2 separate regions of the Bos taurus genome follow, and region 2 is linked to region 1. Evidence: chromatin contacts called from public Hi-C data. All regions are on one chromosome and are shown on one strand. Each heading gives the region's core, a stretch centred on a gene start, on an enhancer-like site or on the middle of the called end of the contact. The rest is flanking DNA. Distances are from core to core; before and after follow the strand shown.

Region 1 (2,700 bases), core at 29-2,528:
GAGGTTTACGCCTGTTAGTGAAACCCATCAGGGGGATTTACTCTGACAAGCAGCAGTAAAACTAAAGCCTTTGTCTGTATTGGCAGTAAACCACCCATGACATGGATGCCTTTGGCGCGAAGCTTGCTACTCTATTGCACTCCGTTAAACTGGCTCATTCTCAGAAACAGCTGTTATAAAAATCAGATGCCTGGGCCCCATTTCAAACCCAATGAATCCAATGTCCAGGCATCTGGGTTTTGTTTTTCTTTTTAAGCTCCTCAGCGCTTCTGATAGCTTGTTTTTTCCTTTCTTGAAGATGTTTCAAGTACAGGATTACATTTTTTAAGGGATAATAATTTAAACAAGTTTTGTAAAAAGAGTACCTACGGTTTTGACAATTTATCACCGCGCTTATTTGCTTCTCTGCTATGACAAATTTTTCTTGGAAGATGTATTTCCCCTCGTGGGTCTGATCTTTTTATTGCAACTGTAGGTAGTGATCGTAGATACTCAGAGAATTGACAGGAGCGCCGTGTAGCTCTCCAGTCAACAAATACTGAGTGTCCTGCGGTGAATATGTAAGACCCCCCCGCCCCCACCAAGGCCTGTGAAGGAGGGTGTAGAAATAGAATGTGCTGCGCTTAGTCGCTCAGTCGTGTCCGACCCTTGGCGACCCCATGGGCTGTATGTAGCCCGCCAGGCTCCTCTGTCCATTAGATTCTCCAGGCAAGAATACTGGAGTGGGTTGCCATTTCCTTCAGAAAGGTAAAGTAGGAAAAAACTTGAATGACGTAGTTGGAGGATTAGGCACCAGTCAGTTGCTTTTGTTTATTGAACATCCTTGAACAACAGAATTACAATAATGAATATTTCTCAGTCCCTGGCCCCAGGGAAGCACGGGTTCAGAAGTAACACTTTCAACCGGAACCAACCAGTGACACTTCCGTGTGAACTGGGACAAGAGCCTTTTTCCCACGGGTGGGAGAAGAGCGAGCGGGACGGGCGAGGTGAGGTGAGGTGAGGACTGGGATGGAGCGAAGGAAGGACCCTTCCCCTGTCACTGATCTAAGGACCCGCCCGGAACCCGGACCCTCAAGGGGAGAACCACCACGTCATCCCAAACCACCTCGCCTCGCCCCGCCCCGTGTTCTCATGTGACTGCGCGGGGCGGGGCCAGCTCCGCTCGGCCACACTCCCGCGAGAACGTCTAGTCCACGGGCTGCGCACGCGCTGACCGGACACTCCTGCGTCTCGGGCCCCGCCCCTCTTCCGCAAGCGCTCGGCGTGTTTGGCGTTACCATGGAGCTGCCGGGCCGCCCAGAACGCCGCTGGTTCCCCTGGCAACCCAGGAGAGCCAAACCCTACTCGGGTGGTTGCAGCGAGAGCGGGCGCGATGGTGTCTAACCCAGTGCATGGCCTGCCCTTTCTCCCAGGCACGTCCTTTAAGGACTTAACGGTGAGGACGTCTCCGGCCAAACCCCTGTCCCCACCTCCTGGCAGCCTCGGAGAGCTCGCAGCAGGTTGCGTCTCTGCTCGTCCACGCGAGTTTGGCCTTTTCCCCTTCAAACCCTCTCTCTGCCCCCAACGCTGTTCTCCACACCCCCACCCCCCACCCAACCTCACTCTCTTTCTCCAGTTTGCTTTCAGCCCATCCCTTTCTGGGTTTTCCACTCCATCCTGGCAGTCTGTTGGCCTCCCAGCGTTCTTCCTTGCTGCTCTGCTCTTGCTGGTTTTCCCCACCTGGTTCCCGAGCTCCCTCGGCCTTCTGCCTAGCTCATTCTCCCTCTGCACATACCCCTTTCTGCCCAGTTCCATCCTTAAACTCTTCTTCCCTCAACCTGGGCCCCTTCCCCGACTCAACTTCTATACGCCTTCATCCTTATTTCCACAACCCCATCCCGCCCACTCTCCCCAAGCCCATCATTGCCGCCCGCATTTCCCTCTTCTGAATCCTAGACCCAGTAATCGCTCCCACTCCCAACTCCATTTTCCATCTGTTGGCTTCGTTATGTCAGGTCCTTTTCCTCGGTCTCATTTATGCTTCTACCAAGCCCCATCTCCTTTTCTGTCCAGCACGTCGACTTTTTCTGCAGTCTTGTTTAATCTTTTCCCCCAAATCCTCTCGCTTGGAAAGTTAAATTTTCAGCACTTGGCCATCTTCCTCCCAAATCATCCTCAGGTGCTTTGTAGGAGATAATTGCACTTTAGTTCCCTCTGCCACAATTGATGTGTTCTTGTTTTTTCTTCTCTAGCCCTTTTCTTTTCGCTTTTAACATTTTTATAAAAGATTCCTATTTGGATTTTGTTTGACTCCTCCCCTACCTTAAGTGTTGTTAGTTGTATCTTCTAGACAAAACTGAAGAGGAAAAAAAAAATAGGCTTGTGTTTTTTTTCTCCAACACAGTTTAGCCCTTGACAAAATTATGATTTTAATACTGAAATTTCAGGGTTGCTGAAATATGTGTGGGAAGGTCAGCATTAAGATTCAATAGGCTGATTTTCAAAGATGAAACAATAATCATTTATGTAGTTTAACAATTTAAACAATAAGTTCCTCTCCTTGGTCATGAAGGTAAAGTAAAAAAGACTGGAGCCTGACTGCTCACTTGGCTCTTCCTTTCCTGTTGAGGGGAAGTTGTCTCCTGGCACTGAACAGTGCTGGATTGGAGGATGAGATGATGCAGACAAAATGAGGTAGTCTTCCTTCTCTTCCTGTAC
Region 2 (2,700 bases), core at 28-2,527, 200 kb after region 1:
TTCCCAGCACCATGCGCGATAGAAGACCTTTGTGCTCCAAGCAGTAAAGGGTTGAGCTGAAAGCAAGCTGGAACTGGGGGCCTTGGGTCAGGGATGACTTAGCACTGACCTGCACAGTGCAAAGGCCAGGTGAGAGCAGGCATCCACTGCGGGATACCAGCGTGGATAGACTGTGGCCCAGACGAGGCAGATCTGTACCCGTGTGTAAACCCACTTGGACAGATTAAACTCCTACCATCATATTAAATGGAGGTTTGAAGTAGAAAGTAAGTTTGTTTACAGACAAAGAATCCTCAAGGTCTTTCCTCAATTTATGACTTGCGGTTCATACCTGACACACTATCATCCCCAAAATGGGAAAAGGAGGTTGTAGAGGCATAGAATAAGAATGTGCAAGAAAAGGCATCATCCCGCAGATTGGGAGCTGAGAGCCTGGTCAGCCTGGCAACCAGCCTGAACCACTGTTCAGAGGGCCTAAATAGAGAACTCTGGATGTCACCCACAAGAGACAAATTACCCAGGCTCGTGTAACATCAGGACTAAGGCTGGTCAGAGGAAGCCACCCTAAGAAGCGGTGCCATGGCCCATTCAGAAACTCACTTATAAAAGAGTTGTTTAAACTGTTCATTAAAATATTTTGTTCTATCATGGATATGTTTCTTTTGCATTTTGTTTGGGAGAACACTTTTCTTAAAGTAACTTCACTAAAGCAGTTTAGGAATAAAACAAAAAAAAAAATGTTGGTTGCTAGGGGCACTGTCCCCGTGAAGGGTAAGATCAGTACTTGATGAAAGTGAGCAGGAGCTGAGTTAGAAAGACTGGAAGGAGCAAAGTATCAGGCAATACCTCAGCCTGATATTTTTACTGAAAAATCATTTTAAGATGTTTTTCTTTTTACCTACTTTTTCTGTAACAAGCATGCTGTCCTTGTGCATTTTTACAAGAGGGGTAAAACCTCTAAAAACAAGAGGAAACTGGAGGGACTCACAATACCTGTGGTGAAGGCTAATTTATGATTAGCCTTTCTCTGCATTTTGGAGGAGAGGAGGAATAAAGGCAGAAAAATCCCCAACATAGACTATCTGTCACATTCTGTTTTCATTAGCTGGATCCAGATGTAACTGAAAGAACAAAACATTCCCAGGGAGCAGCCGGAAAGATGTGGCAGCAGGGTGGTCCCCCACGGGGCCTGGGTCTTCAAAGGTAGAAAGTCCACCTGCAGGAGCCCTTCTCAAGTTGTCAACTTGGATTAGACGGCAGCTGACCCAGAGGACGCACCCCAGCAGGTTGCTGGGCTTTCGAGATTGCAGGGTGGGGGCAGGGAGTGGATTCTGTGGCCAGACTAGACCCATGTTTGTAAAACTTCTTACATAATCAAGTATGTTCCAGGTTGCAGCAAATGAGACAAAACTCAGATAAAACCCAAACCACTGCATCCAAAGTGCACGGATGGTTCCCTGGGGTTCCCTGGAACTGGATCTGACTTAGGGAGGGTTTCAACTTCTCCAGTTGGTGCCAAATCTACCATAAGAGAGAACTCCCGATACGGATGCAACTCAAACCTGTGATAAACTAGGACAGAAAAAGCCATTCAAAAAGCTGAAGCAGCTACACAGAACAAAAAGGAAGCAGAGACAAGCAGACTCAGAGAAAAATGGCATTTGATCACTCAGAGCAGATTACTGACTTATTCTTATGGAATCAGAGTGGAAAAAGGTTCTTCAGAAGGGGGTCAAGGCCCCCGTCCCATTTGAAAGAACATGCACCCTACTTGGCTGGGTGCCCTTCTTCACCGGTGTGGCCTCTATGTAAAGAGAATTGGACCCTGGTTCTCAGAAGCTTGTGTTTCCTCTCTGTCAGGGAGCCTGTTTAGCTCATGATGGGAATTTTGTCTTCAGCAGCATTGGTTTTCAAAATTCCTCACATGGACACAAAATTAAAAGGGAAGTGGAGTCCCTTTGGGATGTTTTATCTCATGAATCATCCGTCCCTTCCTGACTCTCCTGGGAATCCCATCCACACACAGAGGTCCCATTGACTCCTGTGGTCCCTGTCAAAGCCAACTTCAAGAATGGAAAAGATCAGCCCTCGTTGATTTCACGTTGGACTCACCAGCTAAATTCTATTGCTGGCAATGGTCAGATCAGCCTAGGATTAAAGAGACAGAAATACAAGAGCCTGCTATTCAAGTACTTGGGGGTTTCTAGCATTTGGACTGTAAATAGATCCAATAATTTATATGCAGACAGATGAATGGGCAATAGAGCTCTGTAGAGCTGTTGTTGTTGTTTTTAAACCTACTCTTTAGCCTGTTTGGGTAGTAACTAGGCTGTAAACACATGCAACTAAAGAAAGCCCTTTGTCAATTTTGATTTTTCTTTTAATATTAGAACAAGTAACAGAGTTTAAGGAAGTTCGTTGAAATCTGTGCAGTCCAAATCCTTTCCAGGGACACAGCAACTTCAGTTTTTAAAACACTTATCTGATTTAAATATTCAACAAGAAAAAGTATTTTTCATAAACAGGCTAGAACTGTTCTGTATACCTCACACTCCCAGGAAGAGGAGAGAGAGAACTGACTGATGGTCATCAGAAATTTTTTCTTTGGAAACATGAGTATTTCTGTGTTATTCATAAGTAACTGATTTGTACCCTCATTCATTCATCCATTCACTTTGTTCATTCACTGGACATCTGGTA

Evidence for each region. A called contact is a pair of places that touch in the nucleus more often than the background predicts.
Region 2: a Hi-C map of liver shows a contact between it and region 1, with 2.5 times the contacts expected there. The contact joins the enhancer-like site here to the promoter of EFHC1 in region 1. A contact is called at or near these places in 2 of 11 Hi-C or Micro-C datasets (liver and skin fibroblasts).

The regions. Positions count from the first base shown.
Region 1 is chr23:24,841,868-24,844,567 of ARS-UCD2.0, forward strand. EFHC1 (EF-hand domain containing 1) reads left to right here and starts at 1,279. Exons shown (of 11, transcript NM_001192244.1): 1 at 1,279-1,438. The coding sequence starts at 1,376.
Region 2 is chr23:25,038,029-25,040,728 of ARS-UCD2.0, forward strand. No RefSeq gene overlaps it. Among named protein-coding and RNA genes, the nearest start is that of TMEM14A, 17 kb to the right of the region's middle. Within about 2 kb of position 1,278, at least 1 of the 102 cell types and tissues checked has an H3K27ac peak or open chromatin away from gene starts, as enhancers often do. A contact at or near this core is called in liver, where this site is marked.